Regions from separate parts of the Macaca mulatta genome. Here region 1 is linked to region 2. A link is a contact called in public Hi-C data. All regions are on one chromosome and are shown on one strand. The core of a region is the stretch at or near the end of the contact, and the rest is flanking DNA. Distances in the headings are between cores, read along the strand shown.

Region 1 (5,604 bases), core at 1,734-4,233, 300 kb before region 2:
CCGCCTCCTGAGTTCAAGCTATTCCTGTGCCTCAGCTTCCCCAGTAGCTGGGACTACAGGCATGTACCATCACGCCTGGCTTTTTTTTTTTTTTTTTTGTATTTTTAAAAGAAATGTGGGGTTTCACCATGTTGTCCAGGCTGGTCTTGAATTCCTGACCTCAGGTGATTCACCTGCCTCGGCCTCCTAAAGTGCTGGGATTATAGGCATGAGCCACCACGCTCAGGCTTTCTGTTTCTTTCTTTACCACTCATCAAATACAGTAGTCTTTCAGTCTTTCTCTCTGGAAACAAGCTGGCGTATCTCAGTGATTTGGGGGTTCTGGAAAACAAATACGAAAATGGGATACTCTTGTCAATTATCATTTGCCTTTGACGTCACAACACAACTCCCTCAGGGGCAAGAAAGCATGAAATGCCTGGCTACAGTCTTTAAAGAGGAAAAATTACATGTGGAGAAACACATGAATTAACACCTGATACATTAATATGTATTTAAGCTATTATTATTATCTTTAGGAGTTGCTACAGATCGCTTGTTTTCTGCCTGTTTGCCATTGAGAGGGGTGACTGCGTGATCATGGGTGGAGTCCTTGCACCTGGATTCAGGAACTGTATGATTAAATGAAAGTCTGGTGACCTCATGTGGTCCTCCACACTTGGATATATCAGGGATCTGGGGAGATAAAGTCTGTTTCTCCCCCAGGTGACTGAGCAAGAGGATGCCCAACGAGTAGGGCCAGGTTTATGAAAGCAAGACCACCCTACGTATAATGAAATCCAACTGTGCCATACTTTTTGGACAAATACTTATTAATAAGCTCATGTAAAATGTTTGTGCGACTTATTCTATAATCTCAATAAAGTCCTAGTTATTTCTGCCCTGACTACACCTTGTATGAAAGGTTTGCTCAGATACAATAATATTCTAAGCTGGGATTCTTTAGTTGGTATCAGGCAACAAGAAATCTTAGCATCAATGTCTGGATAGAGGACTATGTGGGAATCAAGCCACAGGTGCCATCTCTAAGGGTTAAGAGCAAATTACATTTTTAAAACCTTTCTATGGAATAGGTGAGGGTTTCCACAATAGTGTCACCAGTCCCAATGACTTGAATATTATTATTGTGACTGGAGAGAGCCCATTATCTAATGAAGAAGCCTACGTGTAAACACTCACTTCTAGCACGCGTTCTGCTAGTTGGCAGAGCATCTGATGTCGATCTCGATAGGGATAGCTGAGGCAGCTACAGCAGCCGCCTTTGGAGCATGGTCTTTCTAAAGAGCTTGCTGACCACCATTGAGATGTGAATGCTTGATTAGGGCAAGTAGCTGAATTAACTATGACATACATAATGTCATACTGTAGTGATTACAACCAGCTAAAATGTCTTATTTCATTGTTTTTCATTTCTTGTTTTGTATCTGTCTTGCCCAATTTAAACATAAAGTCAATGAGAGGACCTTATCTTTTTTTATTTCATTGAAAATATCAGAACATAGTGTACAGCATGTGGTAGGCGTTCAGTAAACATACTTTAAATTTGTTGAATAAATAAATGAACAAAAGGAGAGGCTGCACCGGGTTTTCTTTTTCTTTTCTTTTCTTTTTTTTTTTGAGATGGAGTTTCGCTCTTCTTGCCCAGACTGGGGTGCAATGGCATGATCTCGGCTCACTGCAACCTCCGTCTCCTGGGTTCAAGGGATTCTCCTGCCTCGGACTCCTGAGTAGCTGGGATTGCAGGCATGCACCACCACACATGGCTAATTTTGTATTTTTAGTAGAGACAGAGTTTCACCATATTGGTCAGGCTGGTCTCGAACTCCCGACCTCAGGTGATCCACCTGCCTTGCCCTCCCAAAGTTTTGGGATTACAGGCGTGAGCCACCGCACCCGGCCTGCACAGGCTTTTCCGTGTCCACCATGGTCCTAAGAAATTAAGTCAGCTTATTTAAACAAGAACCCTGGGAGACTTCCTAGTCTGTTACTGCAGGTTACTTGTGATGGTCCCTTACTGACAATGAGTTAACCTGGGGCAGTTGAGGTAACAGCTTGAACACAAAAATGAAAAGAGTTGTTATTAAGACAATCTGCTGAAGGGAAACGTTCGAACATATCAAGAGTTGAAAGGGTATAATAGATAAACGTTTTTTCTGTGAATATATTTGACACAAATGACATTGTCAGTTTCATCTTTTCAGCCATCTTATAGTTTGAAGGGGCTTATTATGTAATTACTAGTATGAGCGAAAGCCTAAAACACTGCTAGGGAATGACTCACTTGTGTTTAGAAACAGAGCTGTCATTTCTGAAGTCATATCATAACAAATTAATACTACTACTACTATACATTCGTTAGCATTTTTCTTCACCTTTTTATCATTTGGAGCACCTGAGGAGTATTTCATATTAACTAACCATAGAGTCATTTTCCATCATGTATTATATATTAATTAAATAAATCAAGTAAGAAAATAAATATGTTTTAACATGATATCACACTGCATTACTAAACTCTTTCATATGCTGTTAAAGCACAAACAATGAGTGAATTTTCTGTAGTTCAAATTGAAGTAGGTTAATTCAGAAAAAGGGTAGATGGTAGATGCCAAAACGATAGATTCTTTCCACCGCAATCACCCGGCACTGCCTTTCCCTGCAGTTAAGAGTCCATCTTGATTTTAGGGGCCATGCTGAGGTTCCTGGGAAGTTGAAGATTTCAGTCCCAGAACTGAGCTGACTTTCCACTATCATACTCTTATACTTCCCCTAAGGGTTTTCAAGATCATCCATTACCCTGTCTCGGAGCCACCTACGAGGAGCAAACTCCACTGATCTAAAGTTTTAAATGAGCAGCCAGGGAGAAGGCTTTTCCAGCTTTCAACAAAATGCATCCCTCTTGACGGGCCCGCGCAGGGACCCTCTGGGCCCCTTTCCCTCTGTCAGTTTCTGCTGGGTTCTGCCTCTGAGATTAGTTCTCAGCTGCAGGGAACTCAGAGGAGCTCCTCTCCTCTGGTCTCCAATCCGGCAAATGCCTTACTCTCGGCTGTAGACATCGACGACTAGTGAGTGTTTTAGAAGCTTGTGTTTATCTTTCCTGGGTATCTGTTCCAGACATGTTCTTTTTAGTCCGTGGAAAGAAGCTTCGTTGTGTTTCTTCAGAAGGAAGCAGCCTGCAACCGATCTGCTCTCTGCTTAGTTCTTTGCTAAAGCTCACGCCTTCCCACGGCCAGCAGGGGGCATCTGAGACGCGGATTTAAATTGCACTGAATTTAAACGGGATTATCCCGTTAGGACACCTCTTTTGGAAATGTGTTGTAAAAATCTTGCCTTATGCTTCTCAACTTTCCTCCATCTCTTCTTCCTTCTCTTTCCTGACATTTGTCTGGCGTCTACAGCGAAACCTGTTTGTGATTGCTAAAAGTCTTTCAACCACAGGAATAACCTATGCCCCAGGGCTACTTCTGTTTCTTTTATATCCTGAAAAATTATGGTCTCATAATTGATTCTTTTCAGATTGCTAGTGATTGCAATTATCCTCCCTGCCTCTTCTCATTAGCATATGTCCTATATAATATGAGGAACTAAATGCCCCACTTGACCATTCTCAATCTCTTTCAAGGACAGAAATTGAATTCACTTACTTTATAGTGCTTATAGTCACTTAATGGTGTTACCTCTGTCCAGTTAGCAAATTAGAGACATCTTAGTCCTCAGTGACTCATTCTAAGCTGCACTCCAATATTTCACCTACTCCACCCCAAAATGCAGCTTTACTATAACCTAGCAATTCAGTTCATTCATTCATTTGCTCAATCATCAATTTACATGGCAAATCTTTATTGAATGCTATTAAATGCCAGGCTCTGTGCTAAGTGCTGAAGCTGTAATTGTGAACTAAACAGATGTTCACTCTGCTCTTGGGGACCTGACACTTTTATGGGAACGATAGACAATATTCGCATATACATATACATATGGAGATATAAATGCAAATCAAAAAATGCCATGAATGAAAAATTCAGAGGGCTCTGAGAATATATTAGGAGCAGTTTTTAGGTATATAGTGTCTCCCATTGCACATTGGGAAGTTAGGGCTCCTTGAGGTTAGAGTCTATGTTCTTTTATTTATTCATTTAGAGACAGAGTCTCACTCTGTTGTCCAGGCTGGAGTGCAGTGGCACGATCTTGGCTTACTGCAACCTCCGCCTCCTGGGTTCAAGCAATTCTCTGCCTCAGCTTCCCAAGTAGCTGGGATTACAGGCACCTGCCACCACGCTTGGCTACTTTTTTTGTATTTTCGGTAGAGATGGGGTTTCACTGTCTTGGCCAGGCTGGTCTTGAATGCCTGACCTCATGATCCAACCTCCTCAGCCTCCCAAAGTGCTGGGATTACAGGCATGAGTGACTGTGCCCGGCCTGTGTTCTTTTGTTTTTATACTCCACCTACCTTCATCAATGACTGGAAAAATATCTGCTATACAGTTTACATGTATGTGTTTTATATTCAATTGTTCCAAGTGGCTCTGAAGTGAGAAACAACTCGGTAACCCTTGAAACACCTAGTATAAGACTTTATATATAATTGGTTCTTCACACATTCTGGTGGAATATATTTCTCAAAATTTAACTATGTTTCTGTTTTTAGTGATTGCTTGTGCCTGTTTTCCACACTTATGCATCTTAAGGTGATAACCCACTAAATTCACGCACTAGCAGGAAGGACTGAGGTGGTCCGTGGCCTTTTGAATTATGACTTCCCAGCCAGGCAGCATACCCACACAGGGAGCAGATTTAAAATTGCACAGCCCCACAATTATTCAAATAATTTTCAGTTTGAAATCACTAGTGTGAGTCATCTAGACAAAGAATTATCTTCCTCTGAGCCTTTAATTAAACTTTTACTCAAGCATTTTCAATTGATTTTATTTCAAAACAAGTTTTTCTTTGTAAAACAACGGAATAACAGGAGGAGGAGAGATGAGAGGAGATAAAAATAGCTTCTTGTTAACTAGCATTAACGTAATGTGGCCAGGAAAAAATGTCTAGGGTGCAGTCAAAGAGAGCCTGAGACCGAGCATGAAATTGTAAACAAGTTAGAAAATTATCTTCTCTGGATAGTGTTGTTTTTGATGTTAAGTTAATGTCAGATACATTCAAGTTTATCTATAAAGGGAAAATAGTTTGGTAGGCTGGCGCTATTGTTTTGTTTGAATTTTTCATTTGGTTTGTTTCATTTTCATATGTTTGTGAGGCTATGGTAGGGAGGAAAGGGAAAGGGGAATGAAATAATATTCCAGGAATTCTTGAGAAGAGAAACAAATCTAACATTATTTAGTCTTGTGAAAAGAGTGCAATGTTTAAAGTGGTTTGAACTTCAGCATTTGTTAACTCCTCGGCCTTTAAACTTTACTGTTGTATGAGCAGAAATGCAATAATACTATTCATTCCCTGAATAACGAACTCTTAATTAAATTTAATGGACTTCACAACTTAAATACTCTTAACTTTGTAATGCTCTATACTTGAGCCTATACCAAGCCAGAAATTGAAGCCGTAGAAAGAAGTGTTTTCCAAAGCACTGAATATCTTTTCTCCCTTACA
Region 2 (5,400 bases), core at 1,295-3,794:
CTCTACCCTGCTAATTCTGGATACCTGGGTCTCTCTGAACTTATACCTCTGTCTCCTCAAGTCAGAAACCCCTGCCTTTTTGCTCAATTCTTGTGCTGTGGTCTGGAAACCCTTTCTAGTCAGTAAGCTGTAGCAATAATAAGGATTCCCTGGTTTGTTTCCACTGTCTCAGGGATCACCATCCTATCTGACTGATGTCCAATTTTTTTTAATTTCATGATTTTTTTTCTGCTTTTTAAATTGTTTCATGTAGAAAAGTAAATCTAGTTCCCATTACTCCATCTTTGCTGAAAATCAGGAGCTAACTTTTATTGGACATCTACTATACACGAATTACTTTAAATTCATCATTTCATTCAATTCTATCAGAAAACCTATGATACAGATACTTTTAACCAATTTTACAAATAAAGAAACCAAGGGATAGGACACGATTAATGACTGAAGTCACATATTCTATAAATGGCAGATTATTTGATTCCAGATGTGTTTTGACTACAAAAGGATGTGACTCCACGTAAAACAGAGAGAATTATAGAAAACTACATGAATGTGCATTAAAAATCTATTCTGTAAAATTTTGTTTTAATCAAAACCACTTTATTGAGCAGTTTGAACTACTTCTTTCTCTGGTGGTGGAAGCAAGGACATAATCTGAGAATGATAGTTTTACACTTCCAATCACTATCTTTGCTGATTTTCTTTCTTGTTCCTTAATGATATCCTGGGCAGATTCTACACATTCCTTGACATTTTGTTTAAAAAAAAAAATCCATTCTGCTTTGAAGCTCCAATTTCACACTAATTTAAACCCCTCTTCACTGGACTCCAGGAGGTTTGGAGATGGGAAAGGAGGGTTATCTGCTGTATCATTCTTCCTTCTCCAACCCTTGGAGTGGAAAAGGCATGATCTTTTTGTATACTTCCTCTCCCTTGTCTTTTCAACACTAACCATTTTAAGGTCATGGGCTAGGAGAGAATAGAGGAGGCAGAGATCTTCCTCTGTAACTGCCACATTTGTGATGCTAAGGCACGACTGGCATTTTCCTATCTATTCTTGTGTTCCCATGTTCCCATAGATAGATTTTCCTGTCTATTCTTCATGTTCTCATGTCCTCTGCTTTTGAGATGTGTGGTTTTATGAGGGAGTTCATCTTCACTCAGATCCCTTCTGTCTCTGCCTCCTTCTGGCCCTGCCTGTGATTCCATTTCCCCTCCGGATGAAGCACTGCCTTCCAAGAAGAGCAAAGTGATGACTATACCATGGTTTCCGCCACCTCATATAATCCCTCTGCTCCCTCCCACGGAGCCAGGTCCTCTCTGACATTCTCAGAGGGCTGAGAGTAACTAGGATGGCTTTGACCACCATTCTTTTCCTAGGCACTCCACACTAAGGCTTCTTCTTGCCCTTCAGTCATAGATTATTTCTGCAAGGCTTTCCTCTTCAGTTCCCTCTCAAAATGACATGCAGGAACCAAGCTTTTCTAAGAAATCCCTCACTATCATCAGCTATAGTGGCAACAAAGGGATGGAATGGGGACTGCTCTATTGTTCTGCAGTCAACAAGCCTCTAGCTGGGGGTATGATCCCAATCCCGGTCTCACCTTGTGTAGCATCTCATTCTCCCAGATAATTTTCTTGGAATCCCACCTCATTCATTTAAATTCTGGAGGTGAGGGAATTACCTCATGAGAAAGGATGGGAAAGGAACTACCTCCCACTGCGAGAGTAGCATGTTCTTCCTCCCTGCTATCCCCCGTAATCTCCTTATAATTACTTATTTGCTGGGCAATGATTGTGGTTAGTAGGTCCTGTTTAGCTGCCTGCGTGTCAGTACACTCTGGGGGGATTACCAGGCCCCAGTGTTGGCAGCTCTATTTAGACTGTGGCATATCAGTGCCTCTTATTTTCAGATGAAGCTCCAAGGCAACAGTAAAAATCCCACTCAATATCTTGTTATATAAACAATGGCTCTGCTCAGCCTTCTACTGTAGCTGTTCAAAATATGCGCACAAAAGTTGATTTTAATTTTACTTTGCTTAGTGCTGCTTTCACCACTTTGAAAATCTTGATAAGCACCAAAGTGCTCTGAGCACGTGGAGAGGCCTGGAGAAGGTCACTACAGTGTGCAATAATACAAAATAAATTAACTTCTCTCCTGCACGAAGTGGGCACAGTCATGACAGAAAAAAAAACAGGGTGCTTTCTTTTTGAGGCTGACCTGGTTTTCAAGAAGTAGGAATGAAGGTTAGGGAAGGGAGGTATGGCAAAGAGAGAAAAAAAGAAAAGGAGGGAAAGGAGGAAAGGGTGGGGGAGAGAGAGATTGAGAACACAGACACTCCTTGCTTTCATTCCTGGCTCCCATGGACACAGCCCAGAAGGAGCTCTGTGGGCCCCTCTTGGGACAGGCTAGAAGCTGGCAGGCTTCTTTTACCCACAGAGCTATTTTGAGCTCTGGCCTCTCCAGCAGGGATGAGTGCCATGGCCCAAGGAGCTAGCATTCTTGACCAGGGGAGGTAGGGAGGGATGAAGAGAGCTTTCAAGTGTATTTAACATTCTCCTCACAGCCCTCTCCAACGGGTCTCCCTCTGTCCTTTCTCCAAACACCAGACTCCTAAGTTTACTGAAGAAAAATAAGCTCATTAATCCAGACTCAGCCTAACATAGCAAAAGAAACAAGACATAGTCTGATGGTGAAAACCCTGGATTTGGAGGTAAGTTCTACTGGCCCTGTTCTTTAACAAAAGTTTAGTCTATGCTTTAGACACTAAAACAAGTACCTTAAAATGTATTTCTTTCCCGTGTCCTGACCTTTTCCTCCTTTTTAATGTTAAGCTTTTTTTCTGCATTATAATCACCAAAACTTTTGTTGACAGCAATCTGTTTATATCCTGAGCACATGTTGTGCTCTGAGCTCTGAGAAAAGTGTTAGAGAGACTCAAACGAGAGAAAAATGAGTCCCTACTTAGTGCTATTTAGAGGAGAAAGAAGCAGGTGTGGGCTTAGACATCAGGGTACATGGAGGAAGGAGAGCATCTAAAGTCTGAGAAGATGGGTGAGGACGAGAAGAGGAGCTTTTGCCCAATCTAAGCAGCTTCCCTGGTGTTGCCCAGACTACTCATCATGGATGCTGTTCTACTTTGTAATCAGGATACCCCAATCTTCCACTTTTCGAGAAAGCCCCTTGAGAGTAGGAACTGTGTCTCATTCACCATTACTCTTAGCTTTTAGCATAGCACCTGGCATACAGTAGGATTATAGGCTGAATGAACCTACGCATATGTGAATTAATGAACTGGCAGGGTGCGGGAAGGAATGGCCACGTCCTAAATTCCAAAATCCTCTCCAGATCTCTGAGCAGCCTCTTTGGGAGCCTTTAAGAACAGTAAAAGAGGCTTTTCTTATTGGGTGAATAATGCCTTATATATATAGGCTACCTTTTTTTTCCAAAGAGTAGTTCTTACCTATCTCAATTGATCTTCACACAAATCTGACTGGGAGCTGTGTTGGGGGAGCCTATTGTATTGTATCACTATTTTATTGACAAGGAGGCTGAGGCTCAGAGGAATGACTACCCTCAATCCTTCTGTGTTACTCTGGAAACTCATTTAACAATAGTGTGATTTCATCTGACTAGGCACCTGTGGTTTCAGAAATACACAGGTTCAACCACTGATCTCTGATTAAAAGCTGGGGGTCAGTATCTCAGTCTTCCATTGATCAGGTTAGTTGTGATGCCTTATTGTCTCTAGACCATAAAGAAGATGGAGAGGCACATGGTCAGGCAACAATTGTATAAGCACTTTGATTTGGAGAGGAAGAATGCCAAGCAGGCTGAAGCCAGACTGGACCAAAGGCTGCAGAAACTGGAGGATATCTGCCTCTACCATGTGAAATTGCTGACCTGGGAGCAGAGGCAGCTCCAAAAAGAACTGCAGAAGTTGCAGCAAGGTAAGACTTTCAGGACTGGGGAGGAAGATGCCCCAGAGGCACAGCAGGGCAGTGGGCCCATCACTCCGCTAAGGCCCTTTCAGAGACCTGAGTGCCAAGACAGCAAGAGCTTCTGATCAGAGCCTGGATTTTAGGCTGCCTAGCCTTCCTTGTCCCTCCCCCGTCAATTACATAGCTCCCCCCAGCAGCCTACCTGTAAGCCTTCTTGAGCTAACATTTCTCAGGCTTCCAGTCACTGCCATCGTTCAAGTTAGCTCTTTCTTGCTTAAATCCTTTGTTTTCTTCTTTTAAATTTTATTTTTCATTTTGATTTTCTTTCATTATCTGGGCTGATTTGGTTTCACCCATTTTTTGATATCCGATCTTTCTCTTTTGGATCTAACAACAATTTATTGAGCAGTTACTAATGTGCAAGTCGCTGTCCTAGCCCACTTTATGAAAGTTAAAAAAGAAAGGAAAGAAAAAGTGTCTCTGGAATTAGTACCTCAGCTTCCTCCAATGTCAAATAAAAGTATTTCCTACCTTATGAAGTTATTTGAGGATTCAGTGAGCACTTGGATAAAGGAAGTGCTATATAAGTGCACACTCTTATCCATTAAAAATTGTTACACAATTGAAACCCTTCTACTGTTTTTGTTGAAAATTGTCACAGTTGTACAGTCTGTAGAAACTAGTTCTCCTTTGTTCATCATTAAAATAATTAGATTTTCATATTACTTAAAAATTCAGCACAGGAAAGAAATATCTTGGCTCTTGAAGACTACATCCTTTCTTACTGAAGGCAAGTGCCAGAACTCAGGAGTCTGAAATGGACAGAGCATGTTCAAGAGGAAGGCCAGGTGCTATAAATGAACATAAAATATTTCAGGTCAACAGAGCTTATACATGACATAAATGCCAAGAGTAATAGCCAAATGTCTAGCCTGGGAATTCTTTCTAACCTCCAGCTTTGGGTTTGAAAGATACTCTGAGCAACTAACCGAACTCCTCTGCTTTCAATTTCCCTGTCTGCAATAAATGCTTAAACCAACCTAGAATGAGAGCTCACATACTGGAAAAGGGTCTTAGAAGGCATTTGGTTGATTCCCACTCTTATTCAAAAAGGACACTGAAGATCAGATGGCTACTCTCAGGAGGGTGTACAAAAGGCCAGGCCCTAGTAAGTGGCTGTCCTTGCTGAGTAGAGAGTTGGATTGGAAACAGTATGAATCAGGAGGTAGAAAACTTTGATTCAGGTGCTTCTGCCTCCATATCCTTTGGGAAGTCATATTCTCTCTAAGCCTCAGACTTCTTGACAGTAAAATCAGGGATACAGGAAGGAAGCAATATGTATTAAGTCTCAATATTTCTTAGGCACTGTGCTAGGCAATAGTTTTCCATGATTCATTTAAATGAAATTGTTATTGAGATTCAATTCTTTGCCAGTGAGTAGATTATTTAAGATGCATG

What was found. Hi-C and Micro-C count contacts between places; a contact is called where the count stands out from the background.
Region 1: a contact with region 2 is called in a Hi-C map of fibroblasts, with 2.8 times the contacts expected there. The contact joins the enhancer-like site here to the promoter of CCDC190 in region 2. A contact is called at or near these places in 5 of 14 Hi-C or Micro-C datasets (fetal cortex germinal zone, fetal cortical plate, fibroblasts and 2 more).

The regions. Positions count from the first base shown.
Region 1 is chr1:20,895,595-20,901,198 of T2T-MMU8v2.0, reverse strand. The region is part of intron 1 of RGS5 (regulator of G protein signaling 5); the gene reads left to right. All of the region lies in intron 2 of LOC106994960 (a long non-coding RNA gene), which reads right to left. Among named protein-coding and RNA genes, the nearest start is that of RGS5, 28 kb to the left of the region's middle. Within about 2 kb of position 2,983, at least 4 of the 40 cell types and tissues checked have an H3K27ac peak or open chromatin away from gene starts, as enhancers often do.
Region 2 is chr1:20,593,401-20,598,800 of T2T-MMU8v2.0, reverse strand. It overlaps CCDC190 (coiled-coil domain containing 190), which reads left to right and starts at 2,544. Exons shown (of 5, transcript XM_015125664.3): 1 at 2,544-2,714; 2 at 3,753-3,951. The coding sequence starts at 2,691.